Regions from separate parts of the Bombyx mori genome. Here regions 2 and 3 are each linked to region 1. The links are chromatin contacts, called in public Hi-C maps. All regions are on one chromosome and are shown on one strand. The core of a region is the stretch at or near the end of the contact, and the rest is flanking DNA. Distances in the headings are between cores, read along the strand shown. Region 1 holds the start of LOC101736598 (leucine-rich repeat and calponin homology domain-containing protein). Region 2 overlaps LOC101736598 (leucine-rich repeat and calponin homology domain-containing protein). Region 3 overlaps LOC101736598 (leucine-rich repeat and calponin homology domain-containing protein).

The links. A called contact is a pair of places that touch in the nucleus more often than the background predicts.
Region 2: a contact with region 1 is called in a Hi-C map of whole pupa, with 4 times the contacts expected there. The contact joins the enhancer-like site here to the promoter of LOC101736598 in region 1. A contact is called at or near these places in 4 of 7 Hi-C or Micro-C datasets (midgut and whole pupa).
Region 3: a contact with region 1 is called in a Hi-C map of whole pupa, with 2.2 times the contacts expected there. The contact joins the enhancer-like site here to the promoter of LOC101736598 in region 1. A contact is called at or near these places in 2 of 7 Hi-C or Micro-C datasets (both in whole pupa).

The regions. Positions count from the first base shown.
Region 1 is chr4:4,285,933-4,288,484 of ASM3026992v2, forward strand. It overlaps LOC101736598 (leucine-rich repeat and calponin homology domain-containing protein), which reads right to left and starts at 1,281. Exons shown (of 10, transcript XM_062668082.1): 1 at 1,078-1,281. The coding sequence starts at 1,267. LOC101738219 (elongation factor G, mitochondrial) reads left to right here and starts at 1,964. Exons shown (of 11, transcript XM_038010643.2): 1 at 1,964-2,168. The coding sequence starts at 2,094. The region is part of intron 1 of LOC134198741 (a long non-coding RNA gene); the gene reads left to right.
Region 2 is chr4:4,229,275-4,231,826 of ASM3026992v2, forward strand. It overlaps LOC101736598 (leucine-rich repeat and calponin homology domain-containing protein), which reads right to left. Exons shown (of 10, transcript XM_062668082.1): 5 at 1,180-1,441. The region is part of intron 1 of LOC134198741 (a long non-coding RNA gene); the gene reads left to right. Among protein-coding and RNA genes, the nearest start is that of LOC101743906, 26 kb to the right of the region's middle. Within about 2 kb of position 1,272, at least 3 of the 8 cell types and tissues checked have open chromatin away from gene starts, as enhancers often do.
Region 3 is chr4:4,248,180-4,250,731 of ASM3026992v2, forward strand. The region is part of intron 2 of LOC101736598 (leucine-rich repeat and calponin homology domain-containing protein); the gene reads right to left. All of the region lies in intron 1 of LOC134198741 (a long non-coding RNA gene), which reads left to right. Among protein-coding and RNA genes, the nearest start is that of LOC101743906, 7.4 kb to the right of the region's middle. Within about 2 kb of position 1,267, at least 2 of the 8 cell types and tissues checked have open chromatin away from gene starts, as enhancers often do.

The DNA.
Region 1 (2,552 bases), core at 31-2,530:
TTATATCTCAAGGTGGGTGGCGCATTTACGTCGTAGATGTCTATGGGCTCCAGTAACCACTTAACACCAGGTGGGCTGTGAGGTCGTCCACCCATCTAAGCAATAAAAAAAATATATATATTAAGACTTATAAATTGATCATCTATTGTCCAAACAGTAACCACTTGACTGGGCAAAACTATAAATGAGTTCATTAACACATGCTTTAAGATGTGTTTACCACACAGCACTTAAGATTTTAATCCCAAGGAGCCACAGTTAAAACAGTAAGTTCAATTTGTTTATTTCTTCTGTATGTATTCATGTGGGTGAATAAATCAAAGTAATCAAAGTTTGTTAAGATATTTATATACAAATAAACACCGTATTTAGAACTCTGCTCCACTAGACCCCTAAGAATAGTATGGAAATAAAATGATGAGTGTGTGCTTACAAAGATGTTGTTTACTACAGTTACAAGTGTCTTTTTCTTCTAATTATATCATTTATTAAAGAAAATAACACTTCATCTAGTTTAGCCTATTCTTAAGTGTTCTCAACAACAGTAACTAGCAGACTCAAAAAGGTCAACGTCCTATCCGCGAATCTTAGTTCAAAACGAAAATAAAACATTTTTCTAATTTGGCTAACTAGGACAGAGAGTGGTGGTATTGTGTTCACATGTAAACATTTTCAGTACAGTTTGAAGCAATAAAATAAAAACCCACTCAAAGTTATCGAAAAACAAAAACACATGTGTACATCTAAAGAAACGTAAATAAAATATTCTCTCACTGTTATCAGCGCAACTACGTAATCTTAATATCGTATTTTATGTTTCTCGGAAACATTATATGCAGTCAGTAATAGGTATACAGACCGGAAATCTTATTACCTATCTGCGCTAGGCTATCACAGGTACCGATCGATTTGATGACAAATAAAGATAGCGTCGCCGATACGCATGCCGGTATACAAAAATAAAACATTTTTATGATTCTTAAGCTCTCTTCTACGTCGTCTATACGTAAAACCGGCCCAAAATAAATTAATAAACACAGAAATGCACCAGCATTTATTTATAAAACTTCGACTTACCAGCAACAACTGTATCACTCAAGTCATATTTCACAGGTTTCGGAAAATCTCTAAGTTTACGTCCACTTAATTTTAATTCACCACTAAGGTACGCATCTTCCAAAATTCTTTCTAATGATTTTGTTAACTGACTATGGATATTACTTTGCCCGTTCATATTTCCACTCACACACGGCCCTAACACGGCCATATTCTTTTTAAACTAAAACAGAAAACTGTTTTCAGCTTTTTCTTTTTTCTGTAAGTTGGCTAAGCGCAAATTGTATCGCACCAACTTCAGATTTATTCGTTCAATATTAAAGCGGTCTAATTTTGAACATATACTTTATTTATTCTATATTTTATTTGATTTTATATGTTATTAGATTTTTTTTTATTGATTTGATAGGTAGACGAGCTCCAACCCACCTGGTGTTAAATGTTTATCGGGGCCCCATAGACATCAACAACGCAAATGTCGCCATCTACTTTAGACATTATTTCTAAAGTCTTAGTTTTTACAGTACAACGGTTGCTTCCCCAAAATGAAACGAAACAATGCTTGGCCCTACAACCAATTATTACGCAAGCTATAATTTAGCAGGCTTTATTTTTAATGCATGATATCATTTCTTCGCCTTAATAGACAACCGTGAATATTTGTTATGTATGTATTTCCAAGTGTTATAACCTTTAGGGCACGACGCGACGACTTCAAAACTTTTATATACGCTATACTATTTTTACTATATTTAACATTTAACTAATTAACAACTATTAGAATTTATTTAATCAAGAAAAAGAAAATCCATTCATAATTTTATTTCCAGTAATCGAGAATTGATTGACCAAAAAATTGACGCTATCGTCAGAAGGCATGGGCACCAACATAAGAATTAAACAAAATGACAGTAATGTATATGTGACATTGACAATTGACATTTATTTACAGTGCAATTACTTTAGAATTGTATAACCTAAAAATCCACTGAACTGTGATAATAAAATTAGAATTATTTATAATATAATATTTTAAAATGACAATTTCTTATGCATTTCGTTTAATAAATGCGCTTAAAAATACAAAAAAATCGAGTGTATTTCAAATTGAGGTAATCATTAATTTTATGATACTATAGGAAATAATATCATCCGGCACATTTACGTAATTTTTGGTTTCTGTTTTAAGCTATGAACTACCCTGGATAAAAATACATTTGGCATGTGTTTCTCAAACTTATATATGGCATAGGAAATAGCTTCTCTAGAGTCGCTGTAAAAATATTTTTTCCCATGAGTGCATAATGTTTCGATCGTTTTATCTGTCGGCATGTGAGCTCATATTATGATCCAGTAAGCTCATTTTAGTAAGCACTGTATTTTAAGCACTAATTGTGCTGTCTAGATGCTCCAATTACTATTTAGCAGCATGAGATGTAAACTGCTTCATGGATAAAACATATAAGTAATAAAGTGAAAAGCCAAAAAGTTGCCTC
Region 2 (2,552 bases), core at 22-2,521, 57 kb before region 1:
ATCACTTATTTTATGACACTAAGTTCAGGGACAGCAACAACATGTTGGGAATTGGAAGCGGGGGAATTTGTAAATTATAGTTTTGATGTCTTAAGATAATCCTGAAAGCTTTTTAGATCACAACATCTCTTGTACGCTAATTTAAAAACCAGCATGTATGTTTAATGCTGGCTTTGCTTTAATGTTGTGTTTCCTTACAAATGTTTAGGGTGACAAAAAATGTCAAAAATGGTGGATAATATTTTATAATAACAATTTTTCTAATAGTAACGAAAAAACTGTTAGTTTATTTTCCGGAGGAAAACAGGAATTCATTTGTATGGACAAAGTCCGTGTTTTCTGTTAAATGCTATAATAACAGACGAAAGATATTTCGGCTTGGCTACTGCCGCAGTCTCACGGAAAACGATCAATTAATGACGTCATAGTGAAACAATATCAGTGACGTGTCATAATCAAACTGATTTCATTTAAAGCTATTTTCTCTGTTCTAGAAGGTAGGATGTAATATTTTGAACAATTTATTATTTAATTTAATTTAATATCAAATTTATTCCTTTTTTAAATTAGATTATTATTGTAAGAACTTCTTTGTTTGCGATATTAAAGTTCAGCTGTGTTGAGTAGTTTCCGGCATCGTTAGAAGTACTCAATCCGCAGTCCAAATGTGTAGCTGTCTTCGATTCGTTTAAACCAAAGAACACATCAACGCTATAAGCCTAGAACATTCGAGTGCAGAAGAAGAAGAAGTCGTACAAGTCGAAGATTTAGAAGTTGTCGTGGCCTAAGGGATAAGTCGTCCGGTGCATTCGTATGTAGCGATGCACCGGTGTTCGAATCTCGCAGGCGGGTACCAATTTTTCTAATGAAATACGTACTTAATAAATGTTCACGATTTGATAATTTGCGTAATTACCAGTGGTAGGACCTCTTGTGAGTCCGCACAGGTAGATACCACTACCCTGCCTATTTCTTCCGTGAAGCAGTAATGCGTTTCGGTTTGAAGGGTGGGGCAGCCGTTGTAACTATACTGAGACCTTAGAACTCATATCTCAAGGTGGGTGACGCATTTACGTTGTACATGTCTATGGGCTCCACTAACCACTTAACACCAGGTGGGCTGTGAGCTCGTCCACCCATTAAAAGCAATAAATAAAAAAAGAAGAATAAAGGACTCACCATCATTCGACCACCGTTTATCAACTCCGTCTGTACAGTAGCCGCTGTCCACGACGTGTCGCGGCTTATGCCTGAGGCAGTCTATAGTAGCGTTGCCGGAGGTGATCTGATGCGTTACGTTCTGGGTGGGCGAGCTGATAACGTACGAGTTATGTTTGGTCGACCACCGGGTCTCTTCGACTCTCTTGTGCGAGGGCAACGTGTCTTTGTTCGCCATGTTCTCTAAATATTTGAAGATGTGCACGCGCCCGCGCATGCATACCTGTAAATCGAATTATTAACAAAATTTTATAATGCTGGTGGTAGGGCGTCTTGTGAACCCGTGCGGGTAGGTAACCACCACCCTGCCTATTTCTGCCGTGAAGCAGTAATGCGTTTCGGTTCGTAGGGTAGGGCAGCCGGTGTACGGTAAAAACTGAGACTTAAAACTCACGTGGCAATGCGGCGTTTACGTTTTTGATGTGTATGGGTACCGGTAACCACTTAATATCATCAGATCATACATAAATTTTCTTAGACAGAAGAACACTTTGTTTGAAGACTTCAGTGATTACTCAATTGACCCTTTCAAAACAGAACACATTACTGTTTCGCTGCAAAAATATGTAGTTGATATCGGATCAGGTGTCATGAGACATTCTACAATCACAATCTATAACATCTATGCTATAAGCAAAACAAAAGATACTCTCTAAAGCGATTGCGCAATACAGAGGAGGTGACATTTGATGATTCTTCCCACACAGAAGATTTACTTGGAACATAAACTGACATTTCTTACGACTCAAATTTAAAACGTTATTTTATTTTTATAAAAGATAACGAGAAACTAATTGCCTTAATGGTCAAACGATTTAAAAACAAATTAAACCAGTTATTCTGCATACATAGTACGTCTGATGGAGTTGGTTGAAAAAGATGTCATCCTCGTATAAAGTGTCTAAAGTAAATTTACTATGAACTAGAGGTCCCGCAGTAGTCGAAATTCGACTATCATTAATTGGAATTGTAAGTTTGTACACTATTATAATTGTATTTTATACTTCTATAATCACAAATTTCGCCAAGACTACACTATAAAAAATATTAACAAAGACAAACAATATTTAATCTATTCTCAATTTGACAACAGACGTCAAGAATAAAAGTTTGACAATAAATAGTATGCATGCGTGTGTGCGTCAAATACATGGTATGTAGTGTGTGTAATGTTTTCTTTATTGATTTAATGTATCTTTTATGCATTATTAAAAAAAAATTAGCATTGTGCACTTCTTCTCTATATTCTCTATAAGTGTGGAAAATTTCATACTCCTCCGTCCGCGCAATTTTCGTAAAAAGGGATACAAAGTTTTTCTTCACGTATTAATATA
Region 3 (2,552 bases), core at 17-2,516, 38 kb before region 1:
AATATCGTTGAAATTTTTGTTAAAGACCCGAGCGGAGCCGGAGCGGGCCGCTAGTATATTATAAGTTTCTGACTCAGTCCTACTCCGGATACTTAACGGATCTGATGCATCCTGCATATATTTTCTATTGGAACGAAGAAACAAAGCATTTAACAATGAAATACTTGCGTCCTTTGTTTAAGATATTGAATAACGCAAAATCAAAGGCTTCCTATGACTTTTTATTGCAAAAATAAGTTAATTAGTTCACGGTTTATCTGGTGTTAAGTGGTTACAAGAAGAGCCCATATGGCTCTATCACCAGATAACGCAGATATCACAGCGTGAATGCCGTCAAACAATGAAATACGTACTTAACAATTGTTCTCGATTGACTTCCACGGTGAAGGAATAACATCGTGTAATAAAAATCAAACCCGCAAAATTTTAATTTGTGTAATTACTGGTGGTAGAACCTCTTGTGAGTCAGCACGGGTAGACACCACCACCTTGCCTATTTCTGCCGTGAAGCAGTATTTCGTTTCGGTTGGAAGAGTGGGGCAGCCGTTGTAACTATACTGAGACCTTGGACCTCATATCTCAAGGTGAGTGGCGGCTTTTACGATTTATATATCTATGGACTCCGGTAACCACTTAACACCAGGTGGGCCGTGTGCTCGTTCACAAACCTAAGCAATAAAAAAACCCACCTTGACAAATGAGTCGATGTCTCAATTGTATTCTAAACATGGCTGATTCGCGACAAAAAAAACGCAAGCTTGCGGCACACACTCGTGCCGGTTTACTACATCGCCTCTACCAATAATTAGCAGTTAGCGATCGCAGTTAGTTGATATAATAATACTCAGTGAATGTCACTGCCCATTCTCCGCTGGACCCCATGGTCCTTTACGACACCCGCGGGAAGAGATGGGGCCCTGCCATGCTGGGACGTGGCCATTTATCAATTGAGCAACTATACCTTACCAATATATTTATAATAGTATTTTTCCTGTAACATATCATACTAAGCCCTTATAAACGTAAACAAATATTATGAATATATTTGTCAACAGAACAATGTAATTACAAAATTTAAAATTTAGAATTAATAACTGTAGTCTATTTTGTCACGTAATTATTATAAAAAAACACATATTACAATAGCAATAGTTTTAAAGATTCACGCATTATAACATACATAACAAATAGATATATTGCGTTATTCTGCTTAAATAATACAACAAGATAAAGAAATTATGAGTTCATATTATTTATTTATATTTCGTAAAAGTATTGTTGGCTTTCCGATAGCAACAGCGATATGTGAAGAAACGCTTTGTAGGTACATACATATAATTATAATAATAATTTATTCGTAAAAGCGTATAAGTTGAAATGAATTATTATAAAACCAAAAAGTTATTATTTAAATTCGTTTTTTATTTATTAAGAAGATCGCAGCTCCATATTTAAAAGTGTTCACGAAAGAATAAACAATTTTTCTAAGTAATTATGTACTTGCATATATGTTCACGATTTTGCGAATATTTTACAAGATTGAGGTGATTTTAATAGACCATGTCGTGGTTGCATCTGGTCAGATGCCAGTTTTCTTTAAATGTTTTTTTTTATTAACACAAACCACCCACAGTAGCAGTCAGATGACATAGTCGACCTGATTTTCTCAACTGAAAAATGCGAATACTTAGTCAACCGCTTCTAATCTAACTAAAACCAATGATGGAGAAATGACAAAAAGGCGAACCATTCTGGTGTTTTTAGTGTTGTGTCCATCATCCAGTCATGTGATCTTCGGATCCTAATATGAGCTGATATTATTATGCGTGTATGAGCTTCAGTAGCCGTATAACAAACTAACCGCCTATTATTTAGCGGTAGGCAGCGGCTTGGCTCTGCCCCTGGCATTGCTGAAGTCCATGGGCGACGGTAACCACTCACCATCAGGTGGGCCGTATGCTCGTCTGCCTACAAAGGCAATAAAAAAAATTAAAAATAAAAATATTATCTTAATCCATATTCTTACAACAACCTTTAATTACTATTTCTCAATTATAAGAGTTTCTCTTACTCAACAATTAATCAACTAAATATATACAGACAAGTCATTCTTCTATTCCATTTTACAAACATTATTTTTAATAACTGGGCTATGTAATGAACAGATTCTTCAAATGTTTATGTAACACAGTTAGATATTCATATGAGAAAGATTTCGTGGCAAACGTTTGCGTTACTGCTTTGCAGATGAAATCGGACACTCGAAAGCAAAAGTGTGTGGGTGTTCGAAAGGCTTTCGTTTTTTGTCAAATAATATACTAACAATATATTTTGTGAAGTATTTTTATTGATTCATACAAAAAAATAATGAATGTAGGTCCTTACATTAAAATGTTTTTGACGTTAAAACGTTCTTGAAAATGTTTTAGTGTCGATGGTACACAACATTAATATCAAAGTAGACCATTTCGAGACGAGAACCCTCTCATCGTGGCCGCCGGTAACTACATTCCCGATCCTGCGGACAGAATGGAAAGTAGTCGACGTCGCCC